Regions from separate parts of the Sus scrofa genome. Here regions 1, 3 and 4 are each linked to region 2. A link is a contact called in public HiChIP or PLAC-seq and promoter capture Hi-C data. All regions are on one chromosome and are shown on one strand. Each heading gives the region's core, a stretch centred on a gene start, on an enhancer-like site or on the middle of the called end of the contact. The rest is flanking DNA. Distances are from core to core; before and after follow the strand shown.

What was found. Promoter capture Hi-C pulls out the DNA fragments that hold promoters and counts their contacts. HiChIP or PLAC-seq counts read pairs in DNA pulled down with a chosen protein or histone mark.
Region 1: an H3K27ac HiChIP or PLAC-seq map of alveolar macrophages shows a contact between it and region 2. The contact joins the promoter of ARMC5 here to the promoter of SBDS in region 2. A contact is called at or near these places in 2 of 47 Hi-C or Micro-C datasets (heart right ventricle and skeletal muscle) and 1 of 2 datasets of contacts at active chromatin or transcription factors (alveolar macrophages).
Region 3: a contact with region 2 is called in an H3K27ac HiChIP or PLAC-seq map of alveolar macrophages. The contact joins the promoter of CHCHD2 here to the promoter of SBDS in region 2. A contact is called at or near these places in 1 of 5 promoter capture datasets (fetal liver) and 1 of 2 datasets of contacts at active chromatin or transcription factors (alveolar macrophages).
Region 4: a contact with region 2 is called in a promoter capture Hi-C map of fetal skeletal muscle, with 2.8 times the contacts expected there. The contact joins the promoter of VKORC1L1 here to the promoter of SBDS in region 2. A contact is called at or near these places in 2 of 5 promoter capture datasets (fetal liver and fetal skeletal muscle) and 1 of 2 datasets of contacts at active chromatin or transcription factors (alveolar macrophages).

Annotation. Positions count from the first base shown.
Region 1 is chr3:17,106,889-17,110,231 of Sscrofa11.1, forward strand. ARMC5 (armadillo repeat-containing protein 5) reads right to left here and starts at 1,635. Exons shown (of 6, transcript XM_021086388.1): 1 at 983-1,635. The coding sequence starts at 1,463. It overlaps LOC100626250 (cytochrome c oxidase subunit 6A2, mitochondrial), which reads left to right and starts at 1,735. Exons shown (of 8, transcript XM_021086396.1): 1 at 1,735-2,194.
Region 2 is chr3:16,159,587-16,162,827 of Sscrofa11.1, forward strand. It overlaps SBDS (SBDS, ribosome maturation factor), which reads left to right and starts at 1,938. Exons shown (of 5, transcript NM_001244393.1): 1 at 1,938-2,293; 2 at 2,935-3,064. The coding sequence starts at 2,166. TYW1 (S-adenosyl-L-methionine-dependent tRNA 4-demethylwyosine synthase) reads right to left here and starts at 1,066. Exons shown (of 16, transcript XM_021086357.1): 1 at 866-1,066. The coding sequence starts at 869.
Region 3 is chr3:16,810,768-16,814,264 of Sscrofa11.1, forward strand. It overlaps CHCHD2 (coiled-coil-helix-coiled-coil-helix domain-containing protein 2), which reads left to right and starts at 1,642. Exons shown (of 4, transcript XM_003124448.4): 1 at 1,642-1,839. The coding sequence starts at 1,790. LOC102162776 (a long non-coding RNA gene) reads right to left here and starts at 1,548. Exons shown (of 4, transcript XR_001307408.2): 1 at 1,412-1,548.
Region 4 is chr3:16,761,855-16,765,424 of Sscrofa11.1, forward strand. VKORC1L1 (vitamin K epoxide reductase complex subunit 1-like protein 1) reads right to left here and starts at 2,243. Exons shown (of 3, transcript XM_003124445.4): 1 at 1,915-2,243. The coding sequence starts at 2,108. LOC102162776 (a long non-coding RNA gene) reads right to left here. Exons shown (of 4, transcript XR_001307408.2): 4 at 3,495-3,570.

The DNA.
Region 1 (3,343 bases), core at 385-2,884, 950 kb after region 2:
ATATTTACATTGTAGAATATTGGCTTAGGATGTGTTCTTATTGTGCTAGCTTTTAATAACTAAATACCCAATCCATCTAATTATCACCTTTTTTGTATTTCATTTTCTTCCTATTCTAATTTTTTTTTCTCCTTCTTTTTTTTTTTTTCCCTGCGGGTGGAAGTTCCCAGGCTAGGGATGGAACCCACAACACAGCAGTGATCTGAGCCACAGCAGTGACAATGCCAGATCTTTAACACATTGAGCCACCAGGGACGTCTCTCTATTCCTTTTTTTCTTTTTTCTTTTGGCTTCTTAGAGCTGAACACCCACAGAATATGGAAATTCCCAGGCTAGGGGTCTAATCAGACCTACAGCCGCCGGCCTACACCAGAGCCAGAGTAAGGGGAGATCAGAACCGCACCTACGATCTACACCACAGCTCATAGCAACGTGGGATCCTTAATCCACTGAGCAAGCCAGGGATCGAACCTGCATCCTCGTGGATCCTAGTCGGATTCGTTAACCGCTGAAGCACGAAGGGAACTCCCTATTCCAATTTTTTGAAGTAACTATTATTACACCATTTTACCATCCTAGCCTCGGATGAGTCTAGCTGACCGCAGAGCACACTTTCTGACCACCAGTTCATCAAATGGGACTTGCTCCTGCACAAGGCCAGACACAAGGCCTTAAGTGGAGAGTAAGAATCATTTGAAAGAGTCACTACATAATCCTTTGGCCTCCACCAGCCCAGAGGCGAGAGTGGTGCTCCACAGCCAGTAAGTAACTGCTTGTAATTATCTGATCTAGGAGGGCTAGGGTCTAATTTATAGAGAGCAGTGACATCACGGGTCATGACAGCTAAAGAGCGGGGGGGCGCTGTGCCGTCATAAAGCGCAGTCTTCCAGGCTACCACACACAGAACTCAAAGACTCTGCCCACGCCCAGAATAGGACACAAGTTCGGGTGGAATCCTAGGAAATGAGGGCGGAGCACTTACCCAATGGGAGTATGCCTCCGAGTCTGCGCACTTCAGCCCGGCACGCCCCTTCCGTACAGCAGTTGGCTAGGATGCTGAGCGCTAAGTCCAGCGTCTTGCGCAGGCGCGCTGGCGGAGAGGGCGTCGGTGATGACGAAGCTGCGGAGGGGGCGGGGCCCGGCGAGGGGGCGGGGCCAGAAGAAGCCGCTGACTCGACCGAAGAGGGGGTGGAGCCTGAGCCAGCCTGGGACAGGGCGGGACCCGCTGCAGCCGCTCGCCGTAGCAGAGCGAGAAGGGGGCGGAGCCCGCCGCGTGCCCGGAAGCGCTCGATTCCCCCCGCTGCCTTGACGTGGCGCGTGCGGAGGGCTAAGAGCGCGCGGCCCAAGGGTGTCTCGTTGGTAGCTGTGTCCTTTCCCCCACCTAGACCCTCCCCGGCCGCCGCCGTGAGCTGCGCGAGGCAGAACGAGAGCGAGTCCGTGGGGGTTGGCTTCGCGGCCGCCATCTTGGCTCAGGCTTAAGGCTCCGCCCCCCCTTCGCAGCGCATCCAAGAGAGCGGAACTGGAAGGAGGGGCGTGGCCAGGCACCTCCTCTCTGACGCTTTTTAAATAGCGCCGCCGCAGTAATTATGCCAGTCGGAAGTTGTAGTTCCCGATCCTTGGTGCTCTGACCTGCACAGTCGCAGAAGGCTCGACGAGAGTGGTGGTTATCTAATCGCTGTGCGTGCCTAAGAGGCGTGTGCGGCGCATGCTTGGATACGTAGTCCGCGCCAAGCGTAACATGCCCCGCGTAGGATAGTAGGCAACTCTCCCGGTACTCGAATGGGTCAGTGTCTCTGGAGAACCCAGATATCCGACTACGGAGTCTCAGTACTGTACTGCTCCAGGTGACTTGGCTACTCCGCCCCCAGAGTGTCCCCAGCGACAGCCTTTTCCTTCAGGCTCGCTTTGCCGTCCTCCCCGCCCCTCCAGCGGTGGCCGGGGCACCGAAGTCCGCGTTGATGAGCTCAGAACCCGAGCCAAGCAGAAGGTGTCACATTCCTCACAGCGGCTACAGATGGGAGCATTTGCTCCGTCAAGTGAACAAGAGGGTTAAAGCTATCGATACCGTTCGCTGCCACTTCCTAGAGCGGCAGGAGCTAGTGGACCTTTCCGTTTCCGGTGCTGGATTCCTGGGTCCTGAGTGTCTTCACCTCTTGTGCTTGAGGTTTGCTGGGCGAGGACCGGCCAAGGCCAAGTCAGTAAAGCAGGAGTGATTTATTAAGGCATCCCAAATAGATGGGCCGAGCTCAGGATGGCATCAGCAGCGATTGTGAGGAGTTGTTCTTCCCCACCCCCACCCCTTTTAGGGCCGCACCCTCGGCATATAGAAATTCCCAGGCTAGGGGTCCAATTGGAGCTGGAACTGCAGCTGCTGGCCTACACCACAACCACAGCAAGCGGGATCAAAACTGCGTCTGCGACCTACATCACAGCTCTCGGCAGGTCGGGATCCTTAACCCACTCAGCAAGGCCTGGGATCTAATCAGCATCCTCATAGACACTATGTCGGTTCGTTACTACCGGCCACTATGGGAATTCCGTGGAGATCTAGTTATAAAAGGCTGGTTGCCAGCAAAACGTGGAGGGAACAATGTGCGAGGGAGGAGGGTGGCAAAGGACGATAGCTTTCCCTCTCCATTTCTCCTGTCCGGATAAGTGCTGTAACCACCCTGCCTTGGGCAGGGATTGACTTAAGCAGGCAGGGTGGTTAATCGGGCGGGGTAGTTGATTGACTTAGCAGACAGGGTGGTTGATTCTTGGTCAGCGACTTTCTAATGTCATTGACCCGTGTTTCAAGTCCACCATCCCCCTGGGAACCTATCAGTTGAGGCACTAGCAAGTGTGGAAGCACTCTTTAAACACTGCGGCCTGGGTGCGCTGGGAGGAGGGGGAGTCAGCAACAATTCCTGGCCCTTCTTTTGCCTAGTTATGTACATGAGCTTGGACTCCATCCCGTTCTCTTTTTTCCTTTCGTTTTTTTTTTTTTTTTCTTTCTTTTTTGGCTGCCCCATAGCATATGGAGTTCCTGGGCCAGGGATCAGATCTGACCCATAGTTTTGACCACGCTGCAGCTGCAGCAACGCCAGATCCTTTAACCCACTGTGTCAGGCCAGGAATCCAACCTGAGTCTTGGTGCTGCAGATACCACCCATCTTGTTGCGCCACAGAGGGAACTCCTCGTTCTACCTCTGATCTCATCCAGTTCTGGGACTCAGGTTCCTCCTCTGAGCCTGGTGGGCCACAAAGAGGCTGGTGCTGTGCAGTGCATGTGTCCATGGTCTGGCAGTTGGATTCCTGCCCAATGGGAAGCTCAGCTGTGGCTGGTGATTTGGGAGGGGCGCTG
Region 2 (3,241 bases), core at 688-3,187:
TCCCTGGCCTTGCTCAATGGGTTAGGGATCCGGCGTTACTGTGAGCTGTGGTATGGGTCGCAGACGTGGCTCCGATCTGGCTTTGCCGTGGCTGTGGCATAGGCCGGCAGCTACAACTCTGATTCAACCCCTAGCCTGGGAACCTCCATATGCCACGGGTGAAGCCCTAAAAAAAAAGGCAAAAAAGAAAAAAAAAAAAAAAACAAACAAAAAACAACACATTATGTGGTAACGTGATATAATTCTGACTGTAATGCTAATTCAAAAAATATATAAAATTTTATTTCATTTGGTTATAGCATTCGGAAAAGAATGAACATAAAGTCAAAACACTTTATGTGGAATTATACTAATTAACCAAGTTAATTTTGTTTTGTTATGCTGCTCCATAAGAAAACCCTAAAATAAAACCGAAAGTATTCTTTTTTTAATTTTATTTTTAGAGACCAAGAGCTACTTGCACAAGTAACTGACCTCAAGTCCCACTTTTTAAAGGGAGCTATGGATGGACCTGGCCTTAAATGCTGAACTTGGGGGCAATTTTAAAAGCCGAAATCTAAAATTGGGGGTTTACAGGTGCTACTCCATCCTAGAAAGGACCAAAAGTCCTCAACACCCGTGGGTGAGGGGGAGAGGCGGTTTTTTCTGCCCTTTACATGAGTTTAGGGGCATAGGTCTATACTCATCTCCTAGCCTCAAAAGGCCAAAGCCAGGTCACAAGCAGGGATCAGTCCTCCCTTGTCCTCAGCAACACTGGTCCCAGGGTGAGAAGGTCAACGTATTCCGGGGGAAGGGGCCCGAGGGTCTCAGAAAAACGGCTCTCTCCCTTCCCGCCCCAGGAATCTTGCCCGCTGGGGGCCCTTACCCATTCTTCTTAGAGCCCAAGTCCTGCGGCGCGACTGGAGCCCAGGACAGCGGACCTAACAAACCTAGCGTCCGGCGCGAATACTGGGAAACCGCCAGAACCTCCTTGTAGCATTAGCCGTGTGCCCAGAGCCTGAGAAACTGGGGGCAGCCATGCCATTCGCAGGCCTGTCTGGATTGGCTCAGAGGGGGAAGGGGCGGGCCCAGAGGCGAGCTCCGCTCAGAGCTTGGTGAAAAGAAACCGGAGAGCTCCCGGCCCCGCTCGGATTGGCTCAGAGGGAAAAGGGGGCGGGCCCAGAAAAAACACCGCCCAGAACTTGGTGAGTGTAATCCAGAGCACTCCCGGCCCCGTCGGATTGGCTCAGAAAGGGAAGGAATGGGCCCAGAGAAAAGCCCTGCCCAGGGCTCCGAGAATGGAAACTGGAAAGCTCCTGCACACTCAGGAATCCGCATAGAGGAGGGAACGGACTTTGAGAAAAGCCGAATTAGACAGGAGTGATTTAGGGGAAAAAATGGGGGGTGAGGAGCGTTAAAAGAGACTAAGGGCATAATCAACCGAATGCAATTTGTGATCCCATTTGAATCTCAGTTGAAACACACCAACTGTAAAAAAGGCATTATTTAGGGTAAATTTGATTGTGAGTTGGCTAGGAGGTGTTATTAGGGGATTATGGTTAATCTTGTTAGGTGTATCTGTTGGAAGTTTCACTATTTAAAGCTAAAACCACAAGATGATTTGCTTTAAAATGCTCCAACCAAAAAAAAAAGAGGGAGAATGAAACAAGAAAAGCAAAATATTGATAATTGTTGGAAAGAATGATGGGTACATGGGGGCTCATTACACTTTTCTCTAAGTATTTTGTGTTACAATTTTTATATAAGGTAAAGTTAAGGGGGGCGTGGCCCTGAACTCCCGGAACTATGAGGCACCGGCGTCAGAGTTTCCACCCGGTCCCCAAACATCTCCACCAGCCAATCAGAGCTCTTTGGTTCTTTCGCGAAAGTAAATTACGTCAAGGAAGAGCGCTACTCTTTCCGGCGCCGAATGATGTCGTAAAAGCCACAATGCGCAGGCGTTTTTGCCCCCTCTTCCTCGCGCGGTTCCCGCAACACCTGACGCCTGCGCAATAAGTCAGCTGGGTGTATTGGGGTGGCCCGCGAGGGTGTTAGTCACTGCGTCGCCCAGTCTGCGGGCGTGACTGTGCCGCTCGCCGGGTGGTTACATCGAGGCGCAGGTGGCCTCAGGCCGGCGGCGCGGGTTTACCTTGGTTCGCCGGTCCCAAGGTCGCTGAGTGGCCGCGATGTCGATTTTCACCCCCACCAACCAGATACGCCTGACCAATGTGGCTGTGGTACGGATGAAGCGAGCCGGGAAGCGCTTTGAAATCGCCTGCTACAAAAATAAGGTCGTCGGCTGGCGGAGCGGCGTGTGAGTGACCCTCTCCCTCCGATCCCTGGCGGGAGCTGGAGCTGATAGCCTTGGAGCCCACCTCCCTCTGGTTGTCTAATGAGTTTGCCATGCTGGGGTCTTGTCAGGGAAGGAAGTGGGAAGTTTACTCCTGCTGCTCGCGCTTAGCGTCTAAAGCGAACGTTCTCTTTTTTGTTTTGTTGGTGTGGTTTGGGGTTTGGTTTTTGCTTTTGCTGTAATGTCATAAAAGCTACGGCCAAGAAACCCTTCTAATTGTGGTTCTTTTCTCGGAATGATGATCAAGGCAAAGGTCGTAGTCTTCCAGGTACTTCTATAGTTTGTGCATGTCACAGATCTAAGCCCAGTAATTTAACTAGAGTGCGTAGCATATTCACTGCTGCCATCTAGAGAACGGAATTCCTTGGCGGCAGCCTGACCCCACCCCTCAGTGATTCACGCATATTCCCACGATGTTTTTCCCCAGTGAGTAAATGTGAATACAAATGGAGTTCTCAATTTGGAAAACGTTCCCCGGGCACCAAGGGTCGTTTAGAAGTAGTTGTTTCTTACTATTTGTATCGTTGCCGTCTTGGATTTATATGTGAACGAACTTCCAAGTTGCAAAAGTATTTATTTAGGACTTTCTCTCCTGTTCTCACAAGGGAAAAAGATCTTGATGAAGTTCTACAGACCCACTCAGTGTTTGTAAATGTTTCTAAAGGTCAAGTTGCAAAGAAGGAAGATCTCATCAGTGCATTTGGAACAGATGACCAGACTGAAATCTGTAAGCAGGTGCGTTCTAACCACTGCAGCATAATCGACCCTAATATCCATTTGTGGTGTAAGTACTTAGAGATAGGTTAAACTTTAAAGTATTATTTTTAGCAATTATTTTCTCCTGCTGTATAGCAGTGGAAACTATTTCTAGTCACTTATGATAGAGCATGATAATGTGAGAAAAAAGAATGT
Region 3 (3,497 bases), core at 392-2,891, 650 kb after region 2:
GCCATGCCCATCACATGCGGAAGTTCCTGGCCAGTATTGAACCCATGCCACCACTGTAATCAGCCTCGGCAGTGACAAAGCCAGATCCTTAACCACTAAGCCACAAGGGAACTCCTCAAAATACAAACTATGTATACTATTTTGTAACCTGCTCTTCACTTAATATTATGTAAAGCTACTTCTCATGTCAGAGATTCCTTCATAACATTTTAAATACCTGCATAACATTTTATTATATGTATGTACTATAACTTTTTTTTTTTTTTTTTTTTTTTTTTGCTTTTTAGTGCCACACTCATGGCATATGGAGGTTCCCAGGCTAGGGATCTAATCAGAGCTACAGCTGCCAACCACAGCCACAGCCCCAGAAACACCAGATCTGAGCCGAGTCTGCAACCTACACCACAGCTCACAGCAATGCTGGATCCTTAAACCACTGAGTGAGGCCACGGATCAAACCCGCGATCTCATGGTTCTAGTCAGATTCATTTCTACTGCGCCACTATGGGAACTCCTATTATAACTTCTTTAATTTTTTTTTTTTTTTCTTTTTAGGACCGCACTGTGGCACATGGAAATTTCCAGGCTTGGGGTACAATTGGAACTGCAGCTGGGGGCCTACACCACAGCTCACAGCAACACAACACCAGATCCTTAACCCACTGAGTGAGGCCAGGGATTGAACCTGCATCCTAATGGATACTAGTTGGGTTCATTACAACTGAGCCACTAGGGAACTCCTAAAATGTACTGTTAAAAGCACTTTACACCAAGTATCCTTGAAGCACAGATCCTCCAGGGCTTTGGATCTGCTGTTCCCTCTGCCAGGAATGCTCTTACCCTTGACAAACACAAAGCTTGCTTCCCCACTTACTCAAAAATTTCGTTCAGATACCACCTCTTCAAAGGCTCCTGCTCTCTCCAACTTCTAACTTCCTTACCCTGCTTTTGCTTCCTATCTCCACCATCCAATTTATGTAGGTATTAGTGTCTCACTCCCTGAATTTAAACTCCATTTAACTAGATTATCTCCAGAACCTAGCTAATGCTTGTAGACCATTCAGAACATCTTGTTTAATTATAAGTAAACTAATACCATCCCAATTACAGGCACAAATTCTATAATATATATGGAAGGGGTTGGAACATTTATTAAATACATAGATGTGGGGCATTATTATTGTCTGAATTTTTGATTGGATCCAGAAAAAACAAGTAGAACCAACTTAGCTCTGTCGATCCCTAAAGTTCTCCGTTTTCTTCATTTCGGTTATTACGTGCCCACACTGCGCCTCAAAAAATATTTACCCCAATAAATAACTTAATGAGAAAAGTTAAGTAACTTGCCCAAGGTTCAGCGGCAATCATGCCACAGCTCTGACTCACTCTCTCAAGGTTAGAGCTGACCTACCATGTTAATAATGCGAACGGCTGAAGGTATCAGCTGCAGTCCTTGCGCCCTAGGAAGCAAACAGCTAGCGGTTCTGACTCGCACTAGGCTCCGAGGACGAGGTTTGTGAACACCCAAATCCTATTACAATTTCGCAAAAAGCCCGGGCGCCGAGCTCCTTACGTCAACTGCGTACGACGAGGCGCCGCCGTGACGTCCTACTCTTCCTGTGACCTTCAAACCCGCGGAAACGTCGGCGAACGGAAGGCCTGAGAGCTGATTGGTTGCGCGCTGAGGCCGGCCCCGCCTTCCGACTTCCGCTGTCGGTCTCTGCAGAAGCCGCCAGGGTCTCCTCTGAGTTTCTCTGTCTTCTAGGTTCGCGTTCGTTGCGCAGTTACGATGCCTCGTGGAAGCCGAAGCCGCACTTCCCGCATGGCCCCTCCGGCTAGGTGAGACCACCGGGGTTTGGGGTCCTGCTGGTGCCGTGGCGCAGAGAGAGGCTGCGGGTGGGCCTCGGAGCAGCGGGGTGTCGGCGGGCCGGGGCTTCCGAAGGCCAGGGCGGTGTGGGCCCTCCTCCGGTCGCCGCAAGCTAATTGTAGGGCTTTAGCTAGTTTTCTCGTTAGTGGCGTACTTCCTAATTTTGAATGCCCATGAATTATAATTTGAAATATTGTAGAACTCAAGTTAAAACAGGCCCGTTCTAGAAATAAGTGGTATTTATAGGTGTAATCACGCAGAAACGCCAAAAATAGCACAGAAAACAATGGAAGCTAGTGTAATTGGGAAAATATCGCATTTTAATTTCAGTAAATGATCTCTTCCGTGAGCAGTGAGCGTTCCAAGGACTTGGCCCAGTAGGGGTCACCGTCGTCAATGTCTCACGTGTACGTGATGTTTGCTAGTTCGTAAAATACTTGTAAAATGTGCTGCCAGTTGCGCCACACGGTAACCTTAGCGGTAAATGTTATTCCTGTTTTACAGAAACTGGAGACTCAGAATAAGTGACTTGTCCACCAATAAGTAGGGAAGCAAGGTCTCAGACCCAAGTTTGCTCGTGGCTAATTCAGAGCATTTAGCACAGTAGCTTGCCTGGTGTATTGTGTTCAGACAGTATGCCACGAGTGTAGGGAGTTCACTTAGCGAAAGATTGTTATCCGAGAGGAAACCCTATTGTTAAAAAGTTATGCCAAATAAACTACCTAACACGAAGTGAAGTCATAAACTTTTGACCTAGTCTTATTTGAGGGACTAGCACCCAAGGAAACAATCTAAAAAATGGACAGAAGGCGTATAATCTATGTGAAAGATTTTGAAAGCAGCACTGGACATATTAGTGAATTTTTTTTTTTTTTTGGTCTTTTGTCTTTTGTTGTTATTGTTGCTATTTCTTGGGCCGCTCCCGCAGCATATGGAGGTTCCCAGGCTAGGGGTCTAATCAGAGCTGTAGCTGCCAGCCTACACCAGAGCCACAGCAACGCAGGATCCGAGCCGCGTCTGCAACCTACACCACAGCTCACGGCAACGCCGGATCGTTAACCTGCTGAGCAAGGGCAGGGACCGAACCCGCAACCTCATGGTTTCTAGTAGGATTCGTTAACCACTGTGCCACAACGGGAACTCCCTGAAATTTTGAAAGCATTCAAATGTCCTACAGATGGGAAATAGGTGAAATTAGGTGTAACAGTTCAGACATGTCACTTCCATTTACTGAGTTTCAGTTTTTTCTTTTTTGGGGGGCCGCTCACGCGGCATATGGAAGTTCCCAGGCTAGGGGTCGAATCGGAGCTGTAGCTGCCAGCCTATGCCAGAGCCACAGCAACGCTGGATCCGAGCAGGATCTGCGCCCTACACCACAGCTCATGGCAACGCTGGATCGTTAACCCACTGAGCAAGGGCAGGGACCGAACCCACAACCTCAGGGTTCCTAGTCGGATTCGTTAACCACTGCGCCACCACAGGAACTCCCAGTTTTCTAATCTATGAAATGAAGAAACTGAACCAGTTTATTTCCCCAAATGACTGACGGTAGGTCTTTCAATTGCACCATCTCACACCGTGAGACCTCCCTTGACTGTCCTAAAATTAAATGTGCAGTATCCCACAACAT
Region 4 (3,570 bases), core at 993-3,492, 600 kb after region 2:
TGCAAGATACATTAACAATTTGTAATTTATAATCTATACTTATGAGATGGCTCAAAACACTTTTTAAAAGAAAAGCCGATTTTAAGAACTTAAACATATGATCTGAATAATACAAAGCACTCTTTCCATGTCCAAATGTTAAAACGTCCAGTTAAATTTATTATAGACTACAATGTTTCCAAAAGCTAAGACTGGTGATAATTCAGCCTAAATTCCATATTAATCTAATATCAAAGGTTATTTTTATTTCTTCTTTTTTCAAATACCTGAAATATACTGCTGCAAAGTCTTTTCATTATATATTTATTCAGCTAACTTTGGGTGCAAGGTACTTTAAGTATAAAAGTCCTTTCCAAAGACAGGGAAAACAACATAAAAATGTTTGCGTAAAACACACTCAGTGGCTCTCAAAGGGTATCTGAGAGTCTATTAAGTCTATTAGCTTAGTTCAAAATACCCAATAACAAATGTGAGCTTTCTATCACACTGACATATTTTAAATGTTAATTAGCATCAACATTTTAAACACATTATGTTTAATGTAGCAATAATGACTATTTTCCCACTAAAAAGCTACAGGATTTTGGTTTAAGGGCAAATGAGTACCTGGTTCAGGGAAGAAGGCTGTCTAAGGGGAGAAGATCAGTAACCTAAAGTTTGTAAATAGTAACAAGACAAACTCCAATACTAGGTTGTTCCTGTAATCACCAATATGTAGGTCAAAATAAACTAGTGAGCTATACATTAGCATCTACCTAGTAATTTACAGATCAACAGAAGAGGAAGAAATTACTCAAATGTGACTACTGTTAACAATATTAGGCATAGCGTCTCTATCAATTGTGAAATAATTTCTTTCACTTTTGCTACTTTTAAAAACACGAATCCTCCTCAATAAGAAAAAAGAACAGCCACTTTTAAGATGTAAACTCCTCTTTTTCAAAATAACTTGCCTAGGAAAATCTAATGCAGAAAAGCAGTAAACCAACTACAACATTTTAAAAACCCTAAAATTATCAGTAAAACAAACCAATCTCTCCAGTTTAGTGATGCATGTATTTTTACTCTTCGGGGAATATTCCATTATACCAACCAACAAGGTTTAGACATCACCCTAATACCCCAAACATCATCACTATACATGACATACACATATTTTCCTCAAAGTAAGCTTAGGCTAGACCCACACTCAAGCCATTCCCCCCTCCCGGGCACACTGAAAAATAAGAGGGGGAATCCAAGAAATCAGATATGTTAAGTGCCAGTATCTTCTTCCAGAGTAGGGTCAAATTCGTTTTTGCTCGCAAATGTCACTGTCTCCAGAAGTCTGCAAATTCTCATTAGCGCTACAGAGTACAAAGAGGCCTGACCACGGAAACACCTGTCCTAGCACCGGGAAGACAGTAGGAAATGCAACCCCGAGCCCACGCTGGCCGCACAGCCTTGGGCTGCAGCAGCGACCCCGGACGACGGGTGGACACTGACCTCACGGTTCCCCCCGGCAGGGTCGCACGCCTCCGACCCGCCTCCCCGGGCAAGAACCAGGAAATCTGTCAAGCTGGCGGGGACCCACCCTCCGCGAACCCTGCTTGCTCCTTCTCAGCCCGGCCCCAGCCTGCCCAACTGCTCTCGGTCCGCTCCGGCCTCCTGGCTACACTCTGCCACCTCATCCCTCCTCGCCGGTCTCTCGGCCCCGCCACCTCCGCCCCGGCGGCCTGTACTCGGGCCGGCCCCCGGGCCGCCGCCCCCCGACCCGGGCCGCGGCCCCCGGCCAGGCTCGCGGAGCCGTCCGTCCCTTCGCGGCCCGGTCCCCGCTGTCCCCCAGGCCCGAGCTCCCGCCGCGCGCTCCCCACCCCCAGCCTCCGCCCTCGTCCCGCTCGGCCGCTCCCGGCCCGTTCCCCACAGCTGGACTACCTGGAGGCAAGGGCGGCGGAGCACTTCACCCAGGGGCCCAGGTCGCAGAGGGCCCGGTGCTCAGGGTCCCGCTCCTTCTCCCGCTCCACGTGGTAGGCGTAGATGGAGAGCAGGATCCCGGCGGCGCACACTGCATACCGGGCCACCCGCTCCCAACGCGGCACCGACACTCTCAGCAGGACGGGCGCCGCCATCTTCCCCCCTCCGCCGCCACCGCCGCCTCCTTCGCCGCCGCCGCCTCCCTCCGCCTCCACCTCAGCCGCCGCCGCCCGTCGGGGCCCGACCCAGCCGCCGCCGCTACCGCCACCGCCTCCGCCGCCGCCGCCACTGCCACCGCCGCCGCCGCGCCCCATTGGCTCGATGGCCTCCTCCGGGCCCCGCCCCCACAGGCGCGCGGCCCAACCGCCCCGAAAGGAGAGAGCCTGGCGGGGCGGGGAAGGCGCGCGCGGGCGCGGAGGGAGGGGGCGGAGCGCGCAACCGCCCGGGAGGCCGGGCCGGCAGGCGGAGCCAGAGGCGGTGCGGCGCGCGCGGTGGGCGGGACTCCGAGGGGGGAGGGGTCAAGGAAGGGGCGGGGGCTCAGAGAGGGGAGGGGCGGGGGCTCGGAGAGGGGCGGGGCGGGCCCTAGGAGACCAGGTGCAAGGAATAAATTTTGAAGATACCACCGGGTGTGAATGGATAAGCCCTTGGCCCCACCTCCTCGGAATGACAATCAATTGCCATCCTTCCCCCCTTTTTTGTCATTTTCACTTGATATTTTCGGACCCAACCCAAATGAACCTTGGCCATTGCACTGAGCTCCAGAGCCAAGCTCCAGAGCCTCACTTGTGTTACCTGATCTCCATCACCACTTCCAGGCACCTCACGTTCTACAAGTGCGAATTTAACTATTTTTAAACTATTCTTTAAAATTATTATTGCCGAATGACTTGATTCCCTGTGAGCTGAATTTGAGATGACAACTTAATTCATGCAATATAGAAAAGAATAAAAATTAACTAAAAAATCAGGATGAAGAAAAAGACAAATGAAAAGGAAAGACCAGGGAGTTCCCGTTGTGGCTCGGGGGAAATTAACCTGACTGGTATCCATGAGGATGCAGGTTCGATCCCTGGCCTCGCTCAGTGGTTAAGGATCTGGCTTTGCCACGAGCTGTGGTGCAGGTTGCAGACATGGCTCAGATCCGGTGTTACTGTGGCTGTGGTGTAGGCCAGCAGGGGCAGCTCTGATATGACCCCTAGCCTGGGAACCTCCATATACTTCGAGTGCAGCCCTAAAAAGACAAAAAAAAAAAAAAAAAAAAAAAAGGAAAGACCAGGAGTTAAGAACACAGCTAAGCAGGCCATAGGGTATCACATAATTATTAAAAGGAGCCACAAATTAGCTCTGAGTTTCCTGGTGGCCAAAACTAAAAGAAAACTATATGTATGTTACTCTCTAAGAAGAAACACACTATTTTGGGAGATTGCTAGCATTTTCCTCTTTGCAGCTGTCAGAGAGATTTCAAGTTTTATATAGTAATTTTGAGTATTGATGTCCTGTATTAGTTATGAACTGTTCCATAACAAATTACCCCAAATGTAGCAGTTAAAAAAAAAAACTCTTTATTTTCGCACAGTTTCTGTGGGTCAGGAATCTGATGCTGTTGAGCTGGGTCCT